Regions from separate parts of the Danio rerio genome. Here region 2 is linked to region 1. A link is a contact called in public Micro-C data. All regions are on one chromosome and are shown on one strand. Each heading gives the region's core, a stretch centred on a gene start, on an enhancer-like site or on the middle of the called end of the contact. The rest is flanking DNA. Distances are from core to core; before and after follow the strand shown.

The links. Hi-C and Micro-C count contacts between places; a contact is called where the count stands out from the background.
Region 2: a Micro-C map of caudal fin shows a contact between it and region 1, with 3 times the contacts expected there. The contact joins the promoter of fuca2 here to the promoter of dusp23b in region 1. A contact is called at or near these places in 2 of 18 Hi-C or Micro-C datasets (caudal fin and hematopoietic stem cells).

What each region holds. Positions count from the first base shown.
Region 1 is chr17:7,409,065-7,416,787 of GRCz12tu, reverse strand. dusp23b (dual specificity phosphatase 23b) reads right to left here and starts at 3,560. Exons shown (of 3, transcript NM_001002462.1): 1 at 3,340-3,560; 2 at 42-333. The coding sequence starts at 311. trnal-cag (transfer RNA leucine (anticodon CAG)) reads left to right here and starts at 4,535; the gene lies at 4,535-4,617. It overlaps LOC141378504 (a long non-coding RNA gene), which reads left to right. Exons shown (of 7, transcript XR_012393204.1): 3 at 104-335. trnal-cag (transfer RNA leucine (anticodon CAG)) reads left to right here and starts at 6,105; the gene lies at 6,105-6,187.
Region 2 is chr17:7,584,826-7,592,548 of GRCz12tu, reverse strand. fuca2 (alpha-L-fucosidase 2) reads left to right here and starts at 3,705. Exons shown (of 7, transcript NM_001004115.1): 1 at 3,705-3,916; 2 at 5,981-6,168. The coding sequence starts at 3,732. It overlaps LOC571912 (TatD DNase domain containing 3-like), which reads right to left and starts at 2,893. Exons shown (of 10, transcript NM_001200022.1): 1 at 2,781-2,893; 2 at 2,663-2,695; 3 at 2,512-2,585. The coding sequence starts at 2,834.

The DNA.
Region 1 (7,723 bases), core at 2,311-4,810:
TTCTGAAAAAAAAAATTGTGTCTTGCAACTACACTGTATACCTGTCCGCTGGCATTGGCCTCCTCCACTATGGTCAGGAATCTGTTGATCTGCTCAAATGTAGGCGGACAGAAGTCGATTATCTTGATGTGGTGGAGGGTGAGGTCTGGACAGGTGTCGTGGTCAGGTGGTTTTCGCTCGGTCAGGGTCACCAGGTGTTTGATCCCGTTATTCAGCAGGTACTGATAGTGCGCCGTCATCCGCGGCATCGCCAGACCGGCCACTTTACCGGGGTCCACCCAGGAGAAGTTTGGAGGTTGAGCCGAAGCCATGGGTTTCTCTGTGGTCGTGACACTGTAAGTGACATTAAAACTTTGTTTTCCACAAAATAAAGCCCACTTTTGCCCATATTTACAGACGCTTAAGCATGACGTTCTGAGGATGAATGGATGTTTGCGACAGTCATTGCTAGCTGAAACTAAAGTCATAACACAACAGAGTTCAACGCTAAGGATTTTTTCTACTGGTCCGATCCGGCCAATGGTTTAGATTTTTACTTGCCCTGCCAAAATGTTCACTGGCCCAAAAAAAGGCAGGTTAATAGTTATTTTTTTAGCTACATATTTTAAATAATGTGTCAAAAATAAATCTGCAAATCTAGAATTTCAATAGTTAAAGTGTTTTAATAAATGCATAATGAGCAAAATTCAGTGTTATGCAAACAAAAAGTGCAGGATGGAAAATGTGGAGGTATGTTATTTCAGTTCAAAATTATTTATTAAAAGGTGGCTGACTGGCATATTGTGCAAAAAAAATTTTTTTTTTGCTTTTTTCCGTTGTGTTCCCATGTAAATTTCTGCTTCCAAGACATTATAAACAGACATTTTATTTTAGCCTCATAATTTGATGTTGCCTCCATGTTGCCGCCTCTTCGCTGTACTGGTTGTTACCAGTATACAGAAAAAAATAGCGTGCTCAAACATCAAATCAGATAAGAGGATCTGAAAAGCAATATGAGGTTTATGACATCACAAAGAAGGCAGACTTTTAAGACTAAAAAGCACAAGCTTAAAATGCACACAATTGACAAATAGTCGAAGGCAAATGAAACTTTAGTGACAAGGCGGCACTGTCTCAATCAGGCCAGTAATAATGCTGTCTACTGTCCCAAGCATCTCTCACACTGGCCCCGGGCCATAGGGCAGTCCTTATTGTTGAGCCCTGCACAAGCTAGTTTAGGTAGTTTCCAAAGCAACATTTGTTTTTATTCATTTAGTACTCATACTAAAATACGGTGAATTATTATAATAAGCTGAGGTTAAATAAAGGTTAAAAATGGCAAAGTTCTGCAACAACAAAATTCTAATAAAATAAAGCTAATTGAAATATTTTCATATAAATGTCTATATAGAGTAGTCAACATTTAAGGTGAATCAAAAAAGTTTATCAATTTTCTTAAGACAAGAATAAGTGTTAATAGTTAACTTGAAACAAAATCACAAGTAAACAAGGTAGTTTCCAAAGCACCATTTTTTGTTTAAGTACTAAAAATAAATAAAAGGTTATTAAATGCTATTTAAGGTTTCAGCTAGCTAATGCTAGTTGAAATATTTTCATTAAAATGTCAAAATAGTTAAAATATAACATGATAAAGTATATTAAAATATGAATAAATGGCAACAACTAGCATGACTATATAATGAAATGGTACTTTAGGAACTTAAATATTACATATTAAATATTACTATTTACTTTTTTGGCAATACCTTACATTGTATTATTATTGCAATCACAAACACAATGCTTATTATATTATGTTTGTGTTTGTATGTGTATAGACTGTATATAGATTAGTCAGTACTGAAGCCAAATCTGAAGCTAATTTAACGAACTAACTTAAGATCGCAGTCCAAAAACTAGTACAGCCAAATTTATGTTATAGAAAATATTAAATACACATTTTTAAAAGAAAATTCGTAAGAAAATATCAAGAGAAGCAAAAGAATTTAAAGGTTTAGTTTAACTTTTTTGCCATATATTGCTTGAATTTAATTGTATTATCTTTAATTTTCTAAATGTTTGGTGACTAAAATGTTAATTTAATAAATATATTTTTAATAAATCTGTTTTGTGTATGTGTATAAATATTAGGCATGGGACAATAACTGGTTTAAAGGTTTACTGCGGTTTGGAAATGTCAAGGTATTAAAACCGCAAAAATGTTTTGTTATACCGTTTCAAAGGTGTATGTAGAGGGTTTTTAAAGTGTTTTTAATTCATGTCTTGTAGGGAAATCTGTGTTTTTGAACCTAATGAAGATACTAAAACTCAATGGTTTGTTTTAATTATGTAGCCTGAAATATTTAGTGTTCCAAAATATTATAAATGTTTCCTAAAATGTAATATATTGTGTTTAATGGGGGAAAAGTTTTTTTTTAATTTATTTTTTATTAAGACATTTAAAAAGAAGGTATTTTACAGCAGTAAACACGATACCAAGAAACCGTGATATTTTTATCCAAGGTTATCATACCGTCAGAAACTTGTAGCGGCCCATGCCTTGTGTGTGTGTGTGTGTGTGTGTGTGTTTGTGTGCGCGTATATTCAGTACTCGGCATATACAAGTTCACCCCTCAGAAATCTACCTTTTAAATTCATATTTTTAATAGAAAGCTCTATAATATTATATATGTGCATATACATTAGTCAGTACTGAAGCCAAATCTGAAGCTTATCTAACTAAATAACCTATGATAATCATCCAAAAACTAGTACACCAAAATTTATATGTTATAGAAAATATAAAATTAAAATTGAAAATAGAGGCAAATCAGGAGAAGCAAAACAATGAAAAAATTTAGTTGAAATTTTTAGGTTGTACTTTTTTTGCAATATTTTGCTTGAATTTAAATGTATTATCTTTCAATTATCAGATATGTTTGGTGACTAAAATATTAGTTTAATAAATGTATCTGTTTATTAAATCTGTTTTGCCTATATTCACTGAGAAATGGATAAAAATATAAATATTAAAAGTGGGGTATACTCCATTATGCTGAGCACTATATATATTGAGGATTTAAAATGAGGGTAGTTTAATCTCGTATCTTATTGCAAACACAGATCATTTACTCTGTATCTTGTCTATATCAGAGTTGACACTGTCCAAAGTATTAGGTTGTATAGTCCTATTTCATAATGCAATCTTAAATATTATTGCAACCAGAAGTGTGTGTACTTGCACTACATACAGTATTTTATATGTATTGTATCATTACACTTAATAAATTATGTATAATACTGCAGTCACAAGCACAAACGCGTTGTATTTGATAGAAACAGGAGTTATTTTGTCTGTACCTCGTCTATTTCTGTGTTGACTCTGCGTGCTCCATATATCCGCATTAAAACGGTTCTGTCTGGACACCTTGATAACCACACACTGCTTCTTATCTTCACACGTACGTTAATCTATACATTTATATTTTTGCGCTTAAAATGTCAGCTAATAATGGACTTGAATGCGGAAGAACGGAACATGCTGTTCAATCGTAGCAGCTGTCGAGTTTGAGCATTGGGAGGCACTAAAATAATCAGTGCTGTGCTAGCAGTTTTATTCCTGCAGGTGGCGCGCAAAGGCCACAAAAGGCGTATCCTCCATTAAAAACGCATGACAGCTAGGTGTTTCGGTTTGCTCCTAAACTATTTCTTAAAATCAATTTAACATGTTTATAATTGATCATTTAAGTATAAAAATGTAACGATAATGTCAAAATAGACTCATCTGTAATCACCAGACTAATCTGATTGGTCCATTTAGCGCAGCGCTGACTAAAGTAACAGTGACCACGTGCTTTGGCTAAACTTGACCAGCGGTTTGGATAATATGTACGCCTCAAATACATACGATGCATTGATGCAATAGTCGTTATGTTAGTACTAAACATTGACGATTTAATGTATAATAAAAACATCACCTTGAGTGAAGTGCTTAATGCTTATCTTAGTTTTTTTTTTTTTTTTTTTTTTTTAGATTTGATTCAACTGTTGATTCAACCAATCATACACATGTACAAGGCAACTAGATGCAGTTTAGGTCTAATCAGAAATGCAATAGCAGCAAGGATATAGTGAAAGATATAGTTATTATTTATAAAGTCCAATTATAGAAAAACTGTAGGTAATATGGATGTACTATGAACATTACATACAGGTTGTATTAACTATGAACAGAAATGTAAAGCAAGGCAAGTCTGTATAGCACATTTCATACACAATGGTAATTCAAATACAATGATGAACATATGTACAGGTATGTTATTACTAATATAGATATGTGATAGATATGAACAACTGTTTCTGTGGTTTAGCACTTTGTCCTGTGGAACTGCAAAGGTTTTCTTTCTGGAAAGGTTGTAGCATTCACACAGTGTACAAAAATACAATATATGTGCTTATTATCTATTATATGTGCTGAATTTGCTCAATAATGACATAATGCATTGCAAGCACTGACTGTATAAAATAAAGCTAGCATGCGGTTAGCATGTAGCACGTCAGGATGGCCGAGCGGTCTAAGGCGCTGCGTTCAGGTCGCAGTCTCCCCTGGAGGCGTGGGTTCGAATCCCACTTCTGACAAGTACATTGTTTTTGACCATTTAACTCGACTATATTGCTCATATTTACAATCTGCACTCATAGTTTGTACATTTTTGTAGCTCAGCTTAGCTATCAAGTGATTTAGACTTGCTATTTTAGGAGCAGTCATGGAAATTTTAATAAACAATATATATTAGTAGTCTAAGACAGTATAGTTATGTGGTTTATAGACTTTTATAATCTTTTATATAGGCTAGTAATCAGTTTTTGTTCTCAACCTTTTAATATGGTGTCATAGATTGCAAATTCTGACCTTTTACAATCAGACTAAAATATTCAGTTGTTGTGTTGTCGCCAGAGGTGGACTTACAGTGTGTTCACACCGAAGGCTTAAGGTCAAAGTCGCTCTGGCCGTCCTGGCGACAACGCTGTCTGTCTTGAGCTCTGGCGGCGAGATTGTCAAGATATTCTACATTGATCTCAAGTTTACATTGATTTCAAAAAAGGGGGCGTTGCAGCATATCATGGCTGTTACATTTCCGCATATTTGGCTTGGGAAGAACTGTAGTCGGACTAAAGTTCACAAGACTGGAGTCCTCTCAAGCAGTAGACTTTTACATTCTGATTGATGATATGACAAATTGTGAACGTAATTATTGAGAAACCTGGTGTTTTATTTACAACTAAATGTGATAAAATACAGAGAATACACAATCAGACATCAGATGCTGATAAATAAGCATGTTGTATAGTTTTTTTAGACCAAGAAATGTGCCTTGTAGGGCTGTGCGATATAGCAAAAATCTCACATCATGATACAATAAGTCATCTCATAACCTGATAAGCTGTGTTGGGCAGTAACACTTGCTTCAAGTAGGGACGATACTAGTTTAACTACATTTCTTAGTAGCCTGGCGGTAGTGAAGCTACTTTCTAAATCAGATTATTCTGTAGCGAAGCAATTTTTTTAGTCAAGTACTACTGCATTATGTAGTGTAATTCATAAATATTTATATATACTTATTCCTCAACATTTTCCTCTACTATAAATTACTATAGTATTTTAAATGTGTAACAGCTGGTTTTATTGGATGTTTTGGTTTTGCTCTCATGCTGTGTTTCTGTTTGGAACAGCATATTATGTGCAGTAAATAATGAACTGTACAATTATGTCTTATGTTTCATTGACAGTTTTATTGATCACAAACATAAGACTGACTTGGATTTAAGTTGCTTTGATTTAAAAATGAAAATTGCAAAAATAGCTAAGATGTAGCTACGCTGCTATTGCTAAGTAGCTTTTAGCTTAGCTTGCTACATTTCATAGTAGGTAACTTTTAGCGTAGTTAAGCTACTTTTAAGTAGAGTAGCTAATACCTTAGCTCACTACTTTTTTTAAAGTAGCTTGCCCAACACTGCTGATAACAATATTTATCACAATATGTGTACTAATTAGCCCAGTTTTGAGGAAACAACGTGTTGCTAGCACTATATAAGAAAGCTAGCATGGGGCTAGCTTGCACCTCGTCAGGATGGCCGAGCGGTCTAAGGCGCTGCGTTCAGGTCGCAGTCTCCCCTGGAGGCGTGGGTTCGAATCCCACTTCTGACAAGCACATTGTTTTTGACCATTTAACTTGACTGTAATGCTCATATTTACAATCTGCACTCATAGTTTGTAATTTTTTTAATGAACATTGCAAATAAACATTGCATGTTAGTAATCTTATACAATATAGTTATGTGGTTTATAGAGTTTTATAATCTTTTATCGGTTTTGGTTCTTAACTTTTTAATATGGTGTTTGATTGCAAAATCTGACCTTTTACAATTTGACTAAGGGTGCTTTCACACCTACACTTTTGTTTAGGAACCTGTCTCGTTTGCTTAGTTAGCGCTGTTCGTTTGGCATATGTGAAACCACCAATCGCTCTCGGATGTGCGCCAAATCAATCACTCTGAGATTGCTTGAATGAGGTGTTCTCGGCTTGATTGAAAAGAACTCTGGAGCGGATCGATTGCAGTGAGATAGCGATAGGATCCGAGCGCGATTATATCACTGTGATTTATGGATATGTAATAGGCATACGGCTATATAAAAAGAGAGAATTATGAGTAGGCCGGGAAGTTTGGCGAGTCTCCGGATGCCCGCAAAGGAGTGATAATCTCCCAGTAATCTCGCGTCTCCCTCCCGGTCCTCAAATAGGCTACGTCGCACACCCTTCTCACTCATCCCCAACGCATCTCTCCTCACTCTTCAGACACGTTGCGCGCACCTTGTCAAACACCACCAAACCACCACCTCTCATGACAGCTGAGCGGGACTCTGCAAAATAAACCCTGACACTCTGAGCAATGTGAGGAGAGTTTACTTGCACGTGACTTGTTTTGGCTCTTTTGGTCCGATTAGAAACTTTGCAGTGTGAAAGCGAACCGCTCCAAGAGCAAAGAGCAACAATGTAACATTTGTATTTTCTGTTTCAGAACAACTGAATCGATTCACAGGTGTGAAAGCACCCTAAAATATTCAGTTATTGTGTTGTTGCCAGGGGCGGACTTACTGTGTGTTCACACCGAAGGCGGTGAGAGCATCAAAGATTTGCATGTGTAGTACAGAAGGAACATGGTTTTGTAAAGTAACAACAGTAAAATAGCAGTGGTTATAGACTAATTTTACAACATATGATAGAAAATTTATCAAAGGGCTATATGATTAATATAGGCTTCTTGGCATTGGTCAGGGCCATCCTTTTCCCTGGGTCCCTGCTTACATCGCTTATTGGTCAAGTCCGCCTCTGGTTGTATACATATATATATATTTTCCCCCAATTTCTGTTTAAAGGAGAGATTTTTTCAACACATTTGCAAACATAATAGTTTTAATAACTCTTTTCTAATAAATGATTCATTTTATCTTTGTCATGATGACAGTAAATAATATTTGACTAGATATTTTCAAGACTAGGGGCTCAAGGAGCTAATAATTTTTGTCCTTATAATGGTGTTTAAAAAAAATTAAAAACTGCTTTTATTCTAACCGAAAATAAATAAATAAAAGACTTTCACCAGAAGAAAAAATATTATCAGACATACTATGAAAATGTCCTTGCTCTGTTAAACATAATTTGGGAAATATTTAAGAAAGAAA
Region 2 (7,723 bases), core at 2,456-4,955, 180 kb before region 1:
CTCATATGACAGGATTAATAAATGTCATATAGATAAACTGCTCTAAATGTAAAGCTAAATAGATTGCTAAATAGTACTATACTCTTGACGTGTGAAAGTATAAAGCCTGTACAAATAGCCTACAACAAATTCAATTCAATTCAAGTTTATTTGTATAGCGCTTTTCACAATTATTTTCCAAAGCAGCTTTACAAAAGATGACCATTTTTTGCATTACAATCAAATTCGGAAAAGTTAATGTTATTAGTTAACATAACTTATTACATTCTAATAACTTTAATTAACTAGTAACTAATAGCTTTTAACAGTTAAAGTTATTATATATCCGTTATCATGGTTAAAATATCCAGCATCTGCCAAATCATCTTAAAATTGTTTAAGCGAGCTACGAAGTATGGCCGACTGGTCAAAATGAACACATTTAGGACCAAATTAACTTGTTTATCTTGAACACAACTCATGGTTTCACTTCATTAAGATCTCAGTTTATCCCAGAGTACCACAGGAAAAAATGTTGGCCACATTTTGGATGATTATTAATTTAACATTGATGTAAAGTTGGTTTTATATTCACACATTCAGACATTCTCAATATTATAATTTCAGAAAGTGTTGTTTGCTAATTCAAAATAGTGAAATCATACATTAGTAGCCAATGACTATCAAAGTACAACAGTGTTCACAGTCAGTTAAATAGTGCTAATGTTGTTTTGAAGTCATACTAACATGTTATTTCAGACCGAATATTTAAAGGTTTTATATTCGCACATTCATTCAGTAACACACTCCTTGTTTTGTTTACCATAGTACTTTGAACATTGGGTCTGAAATCGCATGAGGTACTACTTGAAAACAACATTAGCACTATTTAATTGACTGTGAACACAGTTGTACTTTGATAGTCATTTGCTGCAAAAGTGATTAAATATTAGAATTGACATGGAATATTTTGTGTATCATTTAACAAACCATTAGATCAGTTATCATGATTAAAATATCCAGCATCTGCCAAATCATCTTAAAATTGTTAAAGCGAGCTGTGAATATGGCCGACTGTTCAAAATGAACACATTTAGGGCTGAATGGGGTATATGCCAAAGCATGCTAATAGGACTTTTAATTTGCCATTAACCTGGGTTAAGCGCTTCCGGCGAATTGAATGCCAATATAAAATCTGACGCGTTTAAGGTCTGTTTTCTATAAAAATCAGCGATCTCCTCTAGCTGAGTGATATCCGATTTAAAGTGTCTCAGATTGTACAAGAAGCACTGCATTAAATTACATTTCCCCCCGCCATGTCTTTATAATATGAGCATTTATTTTACCCCTGTATATTCAATGGAGCTTCTGCGTTAGCCTGCCGATTCTGACGGGCGCGTGCGAGTAAACAGCTTTTTGTTTCGTTTTACGCTTGAGCAACTAAATAAATGCTAAAGTTTATTTAACTGAATGTATTTTTATGACATTACAACATCGATGCTGTATAAGGAACCGTATAAAATGGGAAAAAGTTCACAATAACAGGTCACCGGAAGTGTATCAGCATGGGAACAGCACTAGCTCGGCATATACCCTATTAACTTGTTTATCTTGAACACACCTCATGGTTTCACTTCATTAAGATCTCAGTTTATCACAGAGTACTATAGGTTGGCTACATTTTGAATGATTATTAAATTAACATTGAGGTAAAGTTGGTTTTATATTCGCACATTCAGACTTTCTCAATAATATAATTTCAGAAAAGTATTGTTTGCTAATTCAAAATAGTGAAAAGGAACACATTTAGGGCCAAATTAACTTGTTTATCTTGAACACACCTCATGGTTTCACTTCATTAAGATCTCAGTTTATCCTAGAGTACCACAGGAAAAAATGTTGGCCACATTTTGGATGATTATTAATTTAACATTGATGTAAAGTTGGTTTTTTATTCACACGTTCATTCAGTAACACACTACCTGTTTTGTTTACCATGGTACATGGAATATTGGGTCTGAAATCACATGCAAGTACAACTTGAAAACAACATTAGCACTATTTAACTGACTGTGAACACTGTTGTACTTTGATAGTCATTTGCTGCTAAAGTGATTCAATATTATAATTGACATGGAATATTTTTGTGTATCATTTAACAAATTATTAGATCAGTTATCATATTATTAACAGAATGTTTTCATATTTTGGTAGAGTACACCTTTGAAACCATACTAAGGTAAAGTTGGTTTTATATTCACACATTCATTCGGTGACAGGCTGGACAGGCTCCCTATATTGTTTACCATGATACTTGAATATTGGGTCTGAAATCACATGCAAGTTCGACTTGAAAACCATACAATGACTGAAAACTGTAGTACTTTGATAGTCATTGGCTGCTAATATGATTTCCCTATTTAGAGTTTTGCAAACAATACTTTTCTGAAATTATATTATTAAGGAGAAAGTCTGAATTACCTCAATTAAAATAATTAGCTGATTTATTCCTTCAGATGATATGAGATATACCTTTGCGAGAGCTGAATAATTTTCTCAAATTCACCAGCGTGTTCTGCTACAGCAAGAAGGGCAACAAGCCCAGCCTAAAAATGAAATTAAAGCATTAATAATTAGCACTTAATATGAGGACAAAGTGTACATTACAGCAGAATATAGCTACCTTTCTGGACTCCGCAACGACATCGTCAATGTCCTAAAATAATCACAACACACATTGTCGATTAAAAACACTATTGGGTTGCTTCATGATACATCTATACAGCAAATTTATCACTTACGCTGTCAAAATCCTCGGCGGATATATGACAGTGACAGTCGATATACCCTTGCATGGATTTAGAGTGCTCAGATCGCTCAAAACTACAGTCCACATGGATCGGCGGATGTAAACAACAGAAGCGGATGTGACGCTACATTTACGCCTACCACTGCAGAAAATATTTATTAAATCGCATTAAAAATGTGTATTAAATAAAATAATTAACATATTGGCTAAAACGAGACAAAATTTGAGCTTTTGATATTATTAGTCCAAAAATAAACAGATAATCAGATAGATGACTAGAAGACTTTAACGACTAGTCGTCTATATTTAGACATTAAATTAATTGCAAAAAATAAACAAATAATGACTTGCTTTTAGACGGTTTGAATGATTTTTCCCCTGATATCAGTAATTTTTAATTGTGTCTTAAGGAAATTTTAAGGAAAAGTTATACATATATTCATTTATTATATATTTTTACTCATTTAATCAATGTCTACTGTTATAAATACTATATCATTATTTATAGTATTATGTTTATATTTTATGCATTTATTTATTATTATTCGTTATTTTTTCATTAAGTTTTCATCTTCTTTTTTCCTCTATCATATTGCTCGTGGATATTATTCATCACTATGTATCTAAATTTATTTTATCTATTGTAACGTTCAACTACTCTTCAATAATGAAAGAATAAAAGGTGGACGCAATGATTATTTATAAGACCTTGAGCGATTTCCGCTCTACAGCCAATCACAACTCACAAACGTCGCTGTACGTAATTAATATTCATAACCCCAGCCTTCGCCATAGTACCTCGTAGTACTGTCATTTTCCTGTCAGACAAGTTGTCAAAATGAGGAAGTTGAACCAGTTCCTGTTTTTTCCAGGCGTTTTGATGATGTTTTGCCTTTATCATGTGATTTCAGCATCTCTCATGTGATCGTTGTGGATCAGGACGATGCGTTTCTTCGGTGTTTTGTCCGTTTGTTTACTCCTGATCGGTTGCTGTGTTTGTCAATATCAGCCTACGTGGGAATCAATTGATTCAAGACCTGTACCGGAATGGTTCGATCAGGCCAAATTTGGGATTTTTATCCACTGGGGAGTGTTTTCAGTTCCCAGCTTTGGCAGTGAATGGTTCTGGTAAGTGACATGCTCCCTATATTGTTTACCATGATACTTTGAATATTCTGTCTGAGATAACATGTTAGTATGACTTCAAAATAACATTACCACTACTTAATTGACTGTGAACATTGTTGTACTTTAATTATCATTGGCTGCTAAAATGATTTTAATATTTAGAGTTTGTGAAGAATACTTTTCTGAAATTATATTATTAAGGAGAAAATCTAAATGTGTGAATATAACCCCAACACTTTACTTTAATGCAAAAACTATATTAGAAAGTTTCACGACTGTACTAAGATGGTGCTTTTTCATGCATATGATTTGCATATGTGCTGCAATAAACAATGATGGGGGAAAACTTGAATATTATGTAAATATGCTCATTTAGGAGTATCAAAACAATCAGTAAAAATGAATATGGTATATTTTGTTTATTGTTTAATTTTTCTTTAATATCTAGTTATTTTAAAGGCATTTAATTTTAGTAAGTAGTATTCACAACTAAACTATGGACTATTTATTTCTAAATTGTTTTAAATATATATATAAAAACACTTTTTTGCTGTTTTTCAACTAAGAAAGTAAATAAGCAAATGTATTTATATTAAATTGAAGTATATTAGTGCCATCTGGTGGAAATTTAGCTTATATTGTTAAAAAAAAAAGGATAGCGATGCTGTAAATGATCAAATTCTCATTTGAAAATCTGTAAATGTTATTATTAGTTTATAAAATAAAACAAAAATGGAACATGTTGCTCAAAGAAATCTATTAATGGAAAGTTTTGAAGTGGTGTCATTTTTTTCCCCTAGAGCTGCATGTACATAGCTGTAGAACTTCACCCATTAGTATTTATGTTTATATATATATATATATATATATATATATATATATATATATATATATATATATATATATATATATTTCATTTACATTTATTTATTTAAATTTAATTAATTAATTTATTTTTGCAGATGATCTAATAGTTTTGTAGTTTAGATTTCTTTGAAATGTTGAATGTGTAAAAAATGAATTGTTAAACATTTTGATGCAATTAAATGCATGCTTCACCCAAATGTTTTACTTTAAAGTAATTTTTTACCAAAACAAAATAATGTAATGTAATGTCATGTAAAATAATCTAATTTAAATGAATCGATTACAAAATAATAACATGATGTGCGCATTTTTCAAATTGCTCCAGTAAAATGAGATGTTATGCACATTGATAGTTATCAAATACGTAATGTTTATTATAAGGTCATGTCTTTGTAAATAAAGCGAACCACTTTTTCCACATTCATTGTCTGTGTGGATCCATAGCAGCTAACGTCTCATAATTATTTTTAGCCCTTTCCATCCTCCAAGCCACATGGGGCGTACCAAATATAAACAGATTTTATTAATGACTTGAGTAAATATAAATAAACATTGAGTAAGATATTATAAATGCTTTAGCAGTGTTTTAATGATAGTTGATAGAACTAGTAAAATGTTAAAAATAATAAAAACTAATATCTTAATGCATTCTTAAGCACAGTCAAGCTGCCTTTAGTCAAACTTTCTGTTTGTTTTTAGACAGGATTAAATAATTTATTTATTTAATCCTGTCTAAAAACAAACGGAAAGTTTAAAAGATAGTGTTTATATACAGATAATTATCCTTATTATTATTTATTTTTTAAATATTTCTCAAATGATGTTTAACAGAGCAAGGAATTTTTTTTACAGTTTTTCCTATAATACTTTTTATTCTAGAGAAAGTCTTATTTGTTTTATTTTGGCTAGAATAAAAGCCGTTTTTAAATATTTAAAAAAACATTTTAAGGTCAAAATTAATAGCCTTCTTAAGCAATATTTGTTTTCGATTGTCTACAGAACAAACCATCATTATACATTGACTTGCCTAATTACCTTAACTTGCCTATACCCTAGTTAAGCCTTTAAATGTCTTGAAAAAGTGTTTAAGTGTCTTGAAAGATATCTAGTCATTATGTACTGTCAGGGGGGCTAATAATTCTCACTTTAACTGTACATATAATGTATATGTGGTTATCTTGTGTTGTTTTCTGACAGGTGGTTCTGGCAGGGACAGAAATGGCCGTCTTATGTGAAGTTTATGGAGCAGAACTATCCTCCCGGCTTCACATATACAGATTTTGCTCCTCAGTTTACGGCTGAATTCTTTGATCCCAACGAGTGGGTGGACATCTTTGCTTCGTCTGGCGCCAGATATATTGTCCTCACAACCAAGCATCATGAAGGTTTGTGGAAAATTCCGACACAGACTACACTGCATTTTATTTCCGCATATTATGTAACTGTAATTATTTTAATGATACATAATTATACTGTAACGTATTTTAGTTTTTGCAACAATGACAAAAATCTGCAGTAAATGTCAGTCACAACGTTTCTGCACTGATTTTAAGAAGTGTCATTAAAAAAGCAATTTTAATCAATTTAGTTTTTTCCATGGCTGAACCGTGGCACGGTGGTTAGCACTTTCACCTCACAGCAAGAAGGTCGCCGGTTCGAGTCCCGGCTGGGCCAATTGGCATTTCTGTGTGGAGTTTGCATGTTCTCCCCGTGTTGCCGTGGGTTTCCTGCGGGCGCTCTAGTTTCCCCCACAGTTCAAAGACATGCACTACAGGTCAATTGAATAAACTAAATTGGCCGTATTGTGTGAGTGAATGTGAGAAAGTATGGGTGTTTCCCAGCACTGGGCTGTGACTGGTAGTTGGCAGTTCATTCCACTTTGGAAATCCCTGATAAATAAGGGACTAAGGCATAGGAAAATTAATAAAAAAAATTTTACTATTAGAAGCTGACATTATATATACACACTTTTGCTACATAACTGTATTTAAAGCCTTTATAAATGTGATTTTTGCACAATAGATCCCTTTTAAAATACTGTTTCATTTAATTTAAAGTAATTTAATTAAATTTTTGGGTTTGGAAGGTACCACAAATTGCCTCTGAAAAAATATAATAATAATAATAATAATAATTATTGTTATTGTTGTTGTTGTTTCATTATTTTATTTTTCTTTCTTCAATTACCTAAATTTTATTTTTTAATTTAATTAAATTTTATTTTATTTTATTTTATTTTATTAAAGTCTACAGTTTATTTTCTTCCGAATCACACATTCAGTTGTCCTGACTAAACATCAATAATATTTTACTTTATTTTATAAAAGCCTTTTTTGTTTTGTACTTAGTATAAAAAACAAATACAGTTTTTCGGATGAAATGACAAAACAAGGATTTGAAATGAAAACACTTTTATATTAAAAACACAAAATTTTTGTTTAAGTTAACTGTAATAACCCCATACAGAAAAATTGTTCACTGTTAGTTCATGTTTACTAATGTAATTTCAGAACTATGCCCTGAATGTTTATCAGTATGTTTTAAGATTAAGATAATTTTTGATTATATGATATACAGTTAAAGTCATAATTATTGGCCCTCCTGTATAACTTTTTCCCCAATTTTTGTTTAACTGATAGTTCAGGGTTTTATTTTCAACACATTTCTAAACATAATAGTTTTAATAACTCATTTCTATTAACTGATTTATTTTATCTTTGCCATGATTACAGAACATAATATTTGACTAGATATTTAGCAAGACACATAGTATTCAGCTCAAAGTGCACATTAAAGACTTAATAAGGCAAGTTAGGGTAATTACGCAAGTCATAATGCGACAGTGGTTTGTTCTGTAGACAATCAAAAACAAATATTGCTTAAGGGGGGCTAATATTATTGACCCTAAAATGTTAAAAAATATATAAATAAATAAATATT